2 separate regions of the Mus musculus genome follow, and region 1 is linked to region 2. Evidence: chromatin contacts called from public HiChIP or PLAC-seq data. All regions are on one chromosome and are shown on one strand. The core of a region is the stretch at or near the end of the contact, and the rest is flanking DNA. Distances in the headings are between cores, read along the strand shown. Region 1 holds the start of Kirrel (kirre like nephrin family adhesion molecule 1). Region 2 has its middle 5.8 kb from the start of Gm24472.

Region 1 (4,031 bases), core at 1,469-3,968, 100 kb after region 2:
GAAATGCTGGAAACATAGGAGGCCCTTGGGCCTCTTTGTTTTACCCCTTAGTCTCCTTGGAGCAAAGGCAGAACAGACAGGAGGAGCTTGGGGTGAGGGGGTGCCAGAGGACGAGATTTTCCTCCTATAGCCAGAGCCACCAGCCTCAGGAGGCAGCTCCCACGGGGACCATCCTGTCAGCCCACATTGCTCTGATTAACTACAATCCTTCCTTTTCAATTTCTCCTCCCTGAGACTAGGGAGGGAGAAAAATCTCCTAGAAAATGAATAAATATTTCAATTTTCAGCGCAATCAGTCTGGGGAGCTGGGGCGTGATGGACGAGGCAGCGGGGGAGGGGGAAGATAATGGTTTTCATTTAGATAAGATACAGAAAATTATTTAGTAAAAAATGAAGATAGATGAAACCCATCGAAAGTCTTTAGAATACGGCTGTTATTTCTCAGCGAGGCTGAATTTCCCCTTCCCGGCTCTTCTCTGTTCTCAGTTTTGCTGCTCCTCAGACTACCTCTCCTCGTCCTCACTTCCCACTACCATCCCTCCTCCTCCAGCTCACAGCCAACCACCCTGTGTACTCTCCCTGCCTCGTCCTCAGCTTGCCAGTGTCCCCATGTCCCCATTTCTCCCCTAAGGGTCTCCTCCCCAACCCTCCGCCGAGGAGCGAGCGGCTCTCCTGACTCCCCTCTCTCCCTTTGCTTTCCTCCCCAAACACACATCTGCACCCCTCTGCAGTTCTGGCTTTCACCTCTGATAAGAGTCAAGTAGGCTGGGATTCGGTTGCCTTCCCTAGCCACACCCACCCACAATGATGGACAGGTACTCGGCAAGCATTTTTTTCCCTGACCTCCAGTCAGCCGGGATTCAAGCTACATGTCTCTCATGTTTGCTAACTGCAGCTTCTGTTTCTTAAAGCTCGTTCTACTTGGTTGGAATATGAGGGCTGCAAGAGAGGGGCAGAGAGATGCCTGCTTCTGACACCTATCAGAACTGACACAGCTGCCCCTCGACCGGCCATGCTCTTCCCCTCCCCCTCTCCAGCAACCTGGCTTGAACAAAGTCAGAACTTAACTTATCTTCCCAACTTTCTGACAAGTGGCCAACCTGAAACCAGGCCTTCTTTTCTCCCTCCCCCTAACTCGACTCCTGCTCTCACACAGCGGATGTGCGCCTTCTCATGTTCTAAGAGGGTCCTGAGGCTCCAGGGAGGGAAAGGGAATTGAGACCCCTAAGCTAAGCCAAGCTTTGCCTTCCGAGCTGGAGGAGAGAGGGCTAGCAAAGGGGAGGGGGGTCCAGTGGAGCACCCCACCCCCTACACACACACACACACACACACACACACACACACACACCATTCAGGAGAGGAAGAGAGCTGGCCAATGCCTGGGGCTCTTTCCATTCTGCGGCTTCTCTCTTTCCAGATCACTCACCCACCCCAGTGAGAGACCACCTCCTCCATTTTGAAGACTGTAACATCTCTGTAGGCGCCTGCCTATAAGAATGTCTGCCCCAAGTTTCTTTGTTTGCTCCATGGCTGGGGTGTGTGGAAGCAATTCTGTGTGAGTGAGTGCTATGTCCTTTGAATGTAGGAAACATGTATGTACAGTTTAAGTTTGATGCCAGGGTATAACTAGGCAAGTGTGTGTCAGCTTAGAAGAGGAATCTTCCTTCTTCAGAGGTGTCAATCAGTGTCTTTGTGTATGTGTCTGTCTCCATGTGTGTGTGTGTGTGGGTGGTGGGGGGGTCTCCTTAGGTGAGTAGTCTGTCTCCATGTCTCTGTTGGAAGCTATCTGTGTGTCTGATTTCTGTGCTCCAGTTCAGGCGAGGGGCTCGACAGTGTTAAATCTTCCTTGGAGTCAGTCTCAGGAGGCAAAAGCCTTTTCCTGCAGACCCCAGGCCTGGCTGGGGTTTGGACCCTTGGTTCCTTCACGTGCATCCAGCCCAGTGTACCTGAATGCACTCATCTCTCTCCCACTCTTCCTACCAGCTCTGCCCAGCTAGTTCCAAAGGAGCCTCAGAAACCTGCACTTTTCTGACCCGAAGTGAGTGCCTGGCTCAGTCAACTCCCCTTCCCCTGAACCCAGACAACCCTGGTATCTAGACTTCTATCTCCCACCCACAACCTCCAGGGCGGGGGACCGAATATAGCCTTCCTTTGAGGGGCAGCCCCAAGCAGTATGCAGCCGCACATCAGATGAAGGTGACTGTAGGCTGGATTGGGGTAGCAGGATCCCTCAGCCTCATCTTAGGAAGCCTGCGTCTGTGTTTTCCACGCACTCCGCCCCCCAAATCTGAAATCAAATCCCATCTCCTCCCAGCCTTTCTCTTGCCCAGGACCCAGTAGTCCGGCCCTGGGCCCAGGAAGTGGAGGGATGGAGGAAGGACCGCCAGGAACTGGAGGAAAGACTTTGAGCACTCCGATCCCTTTTCTACTCGGATCTCGGCTTTTGCGACCTAAGTTCTCTGTTCTCCCGCGCAGCCAGAGGAAGCAAGTTGGGCCGCTTCACCAAGAACTCCTCGGTGTTCTCCCGGAAACTCCACGCCCGTTCCCTGGACTCCCTAGCCCGCGGCTGGGGCTTACCTTGTGAGAAAGTGTTGTAGAGAGTGAGGATCCAGATGAGGAGGCTCAGCATGCTGTCCGCCCGCCGCTGGGCCCCAGTCGGCGCGAGCGGGGCCGCCGCTGGCTCTCTCTCCTCCCTCCCGCCCTTGCACACAAGGCGCACACTCGCTTGCCTCTCTAGCCGCCGGCTCGCTCCCCTGGCCCCTCCTCTCGTCCCGCGCCCCCTAATAATTTCTGCCCTCCGGCTTTATCTCTCGGGGCCTCTCTCAACCTCCGCGCCGCGCGCTCTCTCTCCCTCTCCCTCTCTTCCCTCCCCGGCTCCCTCCCTCTCTTCCTGACGTCTGCTCTCCCTCCGACGGCGCCTCCCTCCACTGCCCTCCCCTGGTCCCCCAACGCGCGCGCACACACTCGCTCCGCTCGCTGGAACCGAGATGGGAGGAGAGCAAAGAGAAAGGAATTGAGGGCAGAGGCAAGGGGTGGGGAGGGGTGGGGAGAACGAGGCGTCGCAGGCTCTGGAGCAAGGACCGCTGGGTCCTGGCCCACCAGTGCTTGGTGCGAGACCTACTTTTACCCCCAGTGGTGTAACTGAGCCGGGCATGGGGTGGCAGCCAGGACTGAGGACGAACCTTCATCAATTTGGATGACTGTGTTAGGAGGGGTGTGCTTCTTATGCGTCTGGGGGATGGGGGTGTAAAAGCTTTAAGATCTCTTCTTCGTTTTAATCCCAAACCCCAGAATCTAACCCTAGATGCCTAAATTAAGAATTCTCAATTAACTCGAGAGTGTTGGAGAGGGAGAAGCTCTTCTTGCCTACAAATCTCAGGCTGGAGAAATCTTGACTGTCTTTGAGCCCCTTCTGAGGGCTTCAGCCAGCCACATTGAGGCCCGCCTCAGCGCTGGAGTCCGTAGCAGCCATGAAGAGGCGCAGTTAACTCTTCCTTTGTTCACCCCAGACATTTATCTATCCGGAGGGAAAACCAAAGAACTCGGTGGCTTTCTCTTGTGCCTCCCCGAAGGCTTGCTACAGAAGGCAGCCACTGATCGATCTCTAAGCACTCAGGAACTTGAGGTGCACTGGGGTGAAGACATGGAGAATCGAAATAGAAGTGCATTCGGGTGGGTTCTCCAGTCCAGAACCCAGTGTAGTAGCCACCTCCTCTCCCAATCCCTAAATACATCCTTCTGCTCACTGGGCTGCTGAGTGTGGGAGAAATAATAGAAACACAGGAATTGCACAACTTTGCAATTACGCCCATCTGGAGAGGCCTCCACCTCTTCCTTCTCATATTCTAGATCTCCTGAGTCCCTAAAAGCTCCTGGCCAAGATAGCTTTATCTTCAGGCTTGGAACTAAGGCACACAGCTCTAGTGCCCTCTGCTGATATGAGATGGGCACAGTTTCCTCAAAAAATCTTGACAGTTAGATTGAGTGAGTGGTCCAGACGCAATCTGGAACAATTAGAGGGCACAGAAACA
Region 2 (4,061 bases), core at 1,476-3,975:
CTTGAGGGTCTGACTTCAGAAGCTCAAGATTCATCTATATCTAATCACATATATGAGAGGGACTGACCAGACAAATTCTAGATTTATTCTTCCCATTGGTCCCTTCTTAATCATCTTCAAACCTCAACTAGTTTCAGTAAAAGTCACAGAAAGAAAAAAAACAAAAACAAAACAAAACAAAAACAAACAAAACAAAACAAAACAAAACCCTAAGACTCAGAAAGTTTTGGTGGTGTGTTCAAGGTCACATGGCTGTTAAATGGCATGTATGCTAGAGCCCATGTCTGTTTTCTTAAACCAGAAAGAGTACAGATCTGGATGCTGATCACAGGAAGGGGCTGGTCATTGTGCTCCTTGGAGGCTAATTTCTAAAAATGCCAGAATGGCTCACAGAGTAGTACATACCGCATCTGGACACACTGCAAAGAGCCCAGGTCATAATGGCTGCCATGGCCTTAGCCAAGCACTAACTGTGGGATATCCTCATGTTCATCTTCTAAAGATTTTTGTCTGAGAATCTGTGGTCATCTCTTGGTTCTATGGAAAAGATGGCAGTCAGGATCGTGGTGGCAAATAGACCATCTGTCTCTGCTAAGAGGAGCCAGAAGACAGTATATGAATCCAATGGAGAATAAAGGCAGACGTCAAAACTACAGCCACGGGACAAAAACTGGAAGTAAGCAGATCCAAGCTCAGTAGCAAGAAGAACTATCTTCCAATAATCTTGCCAAAATAATGGTAACCTCCTTTTTTAAAAAGGTAGTAATAACCAGGTGAGCATGAACAGTCACCACCACCACCACCACCAACAGACTGCCCACACTGGGTTACACCACATAAAACCACAAAAGTGAACAATCACTTTTGACCTGTAAAACCAGCCATTTTGAGTCAGGTAAGCATAAGGAATAGCTTAGCAACCTGGGACTCCTCCTGTTAATGACCATCAAACTTAGATTCTATCCAGTCATAGTGTAGTTACATCTGGGTACAAAACTGGGTTAGTTGAACTGGCCTGAATTAGCTTTGAGTGCATGTACAATAAGCCAATTATTGGGTATGCAAATGATTTAAATCTGCTGCACTGTGGGAAAGACATGCACAGTTAGCGAAGGCTCATGTAATCCAAGTCCGTCAGTCAAACTAGAGACCCACCCAAACAAACCACACCCATAGCGACCAAACTCCTTCTCTTGAACCCCGTAAGAGCAACCCCCCAATAATTGTCAGGGTCCTTCTGTACCTCACCCACATGTCTCACTGTCAGTTTTGAGTTTATTCTTTTCTAACTTTTATCACTTCTCTTCTTTGAATAGAGTTTCCCTATTATTTTACAATCTTTGTCTACCTTTATTTTATTTTCAACAAGATATCGAGAGTTCATAAATGTCCAAACTGGACTCTAACCGCTATAACAATTTATTATATCTTTCTACCTCTAGAGTAATTTTCAACGCCCCCCCCCACCACTGTCTTTCCTGTTTCACTGTCTACCAGGGTAGCTTCCCACTTTCTTACTGCTCCTCTCTGAGTCTTCCACACACATTCCTGCCTCAGGCTCTTCACAGCTGCCAGTGCCTTCGTCTGGAATCATCTTGTCTCTAGATAAATGCCCAGCTTACCTTGCTTGTAACTGAACTTTCAGCCCTTTCCTGACCACGCAGCATAAACGCTCACTCTCCTATCTACCCTCTGGGCTTACAGCATTTCATCTGTGTCCTTAGCTCTCCCTTCTCTGGCAGCCAACCTATTTATTGTCTTTTCCCCAGCTAATTCAGTGTGGTTATGAGAGCAGGGCCTGAGCTTTGTTCTTGGTATTGGGTTGATTGAGACTAATACATGGTGAATAGTCAGCCAGCATTTGTAACATGGATGAAAGAATACTTTTATTGATGAGGAAGCCAAGGCTGAGAAAGAAAGGCCAAAGGATTCCTCCAAAGGCACAGGGACTGGGGAGACTGAGACGAGCCCAACCATTCGGATTTCATACTCTATACAAAGTCACACTGTGTCCCTTGATGGGTTTGATGAGGAGCCCATATGTCTTCTCTGAGGCGAATGCTTTTGCTTAATTGGATCAGATGGCCCTGAGCTGCCTACAGTTTTTGAGGTTCTGTATCATATTTCTAAGTATTTATTTTGGTGAGGGAATGAATCATGGGCATTCCGAGGAGAGCCAGGTTTGGGATATCCCTTAGCCCCAGTCTTGTGTAATTCTGAGGAGCCAGCCTCTGCTAGGAATATTGGCAGGGCACTGTTTGAAAAGGTGCTTTAACCAGTGTGTCTTTTGGGGAAAGGGAACACTGATCTGGGTCTCAAAATATGAACTGTCCCCAGGATGAGCCTGCATGGAAAGCACAGGAGAGCAGGCGTCTGCGCAGAGGAAGACAAGACAAAGCTCCCAGTCCAGTTCCGGCTGCAGTCCTGTTCTCCACAGGAGGTTGCCTCTGTGCGGCTAATTACAGCGCAGAAAGGAAACAGGAAAGTGAGCGCTAATGAACTGATTTTTCTTTCTCTTCCCCAGGTGCCTTTTTTTTTTCTCTTTTTTCTTTTCTTCCAGAGAACTGATCCTTTGGATTTAGAAGCCTGGGGCCTGGCAAGATCGGACCTATTAAGCCCAGCTGAACAAGCACTTTCTACTGTCAGGTCATGGCTAGAAGAGTGTCTGCACCAGGCAGTGGGGTGTGTGGTATGGGATGATGCTACCGGTGTGGAATGTAACAGCATCACCAGTCCCAGACAACTCACATTTGGACAGCATCCCACGACTTACAAAAGGCTTTTGTATATCTCATCCCACTAAGTGCTCACAGACGTTCATGGAGAAGGGCAAGGGAGCTCAGAAAAGGGTGAGACTCACCTGCCATGTGAACATCAACCAGTTACACAGCACCGCTTAGCTCTTAATCTAGGCCTCATCCTGGACTTGATACTTCTTCCTGAACCCCGGGGGCAATTGCTGACATTAGCCCTCCGCCCCCCATGTGTAAGATAGGAGCAAACATCCCTTCCCCAAAGACTTCTCAAACCAAGCAGTTTCAGTAGAATGGAGACTATAAGCAATTTATTTCTATTTCACAGAGGAGAAGAGATAGATGTGAAGATGTAATTTTCCTGGATAAACAAATGGTGAAAAGCAGGATTTTAATGAAGATAGCATACACTGGCTTACAGTAGTGGATAACCACAAAACATTAGGCTCTTGGGAGCTAGGGGTATTCAGTGGTAGAGCCCTGTTCAGCACACACAAGCCCTTTGATTAGACTTCCAGACAATATCATAGTAAAATGAAGACACCATCAACACCCATGTTTTATCACAAATTGACATAGGGACCCTGCTTTGACCAATCCCTCAGGGGCCCAGGCAGAGACCACTACAACGCTCTCCACCTGGGACTGGGAGTGGGCACTTAGAAGGTCTTTGCCTTAAAAGAACATCGACTCCTAACTTAGCCTCAAAGATCACAGACACAGGCCAGGGGCTGGCACTTCTGTCTTCGTTGTGGCTGCTGTTGCCCTTTACTTTGGATCACCTGTTTAACTCTACACTCACGTGTGCTAATCACTCAAAGAATGCCCATCAAGTTTGTCTTATCTTCTTCAAGGTTGAAAGTCCAGAGACAAATTATCTTAAACTTCCAGTTGCCCTGAATTCACAGCAGACATTTGCACAGTGGAGCTCTCCCAAGCCCCAGCAGATGAGGGTGACTAGGAAGTGGCCATCTCCTGGGAAGCTGATTGATCCTTTTAAGTGCTGTGCTGGTCTGAATAGTTCTAAACTCATGTGTTTGAATGCTTGGCCCATGAGGAGTGGCACTATTAGGAGGTGTGATTTTGGAGTAGGTACAGCTTTGTTGGAGGAATTGTGTCACTGTGGGGGCAGGCTTTGAGGTCTCCTATGCTCAGGATCTGCACAGTGTGGAATCCAGTCTCCTCCTGGGTCCTGTAGTAGTCAGCCTCCTTTTGCTGCCTTCAGGTCAGGATCTAGAACTCTCAGCTCCTTCTACCTGGTAGCTTCCATGCCTGCCTGGACACTGCCATGCTCTCACCTTGATGATA

Evidence for each region. HiChIP or PLAC-seq counts read pairs in DNA pulled down with a chosen protein or histone mark.
Region 1: a CTCF HiChIP or PLAC-seq map of the NIH/3T3 cell line shows a contact between it and region 2, with 19 read pairs. The contact joins the promoter of Kirrel here to the enhancer-like site in region 2. A contact is called at or near these places in 12 of 39 promoter capture datasets (the 3T3-L1 cell line, 3T3-L1-derived adipocytes, cranial neural crest and 8 more), 4 of 15 datasets of contacts at CTCF or cohesin (the NIH/3T3 cell line, embryonic stem cells and large pre-B cells), 119 of 484 Hi-C or Micro-C datasets (the 63-12 cell line, 8-cell embryo, the AML12 cell line and 61 more), 35 of 115 datasets of contacts at active chromatin or transcription factors (the 230-238 cell line, the NIH/3T3 cell line, a beta-TC-6 cell line and 22 more) and 6 of 9 other capture datasets (adipose tissue, embryonic stem cells, embryonic tail and 3 more).

Annotation. Positions count from the first base shown.
Region 1 is chr3:87,171,819-87,175,849 of GRCm38.p6, forward strand. Kirrel (kirre like nephrin family adhesion molecule 1) reads right to left here and starts at 2,719. Exons shown (of 16, transcript NM_001170985.2): 1 at 2,578-2,719.
Region 2 is chr3:87,070,641-87,074,701 of GRCm38.p6, forward strand. No RefSeq gene overlaps it. Among named protein-coding and RNA genes, the nearest start is that of Gm24472, 5.8 kb to the left of the region's middle. Within about 2 kb of position 2,726, at least 64 of the 459 cell types and tissues checked have an H3K27ac peak or open chromatin away from gene starts, as enhancers often do. A contact at or near this core is called in the C2C12 cell line, the NIH/3T3 cell line, Sertoli cells and 12 more, where this site is marked.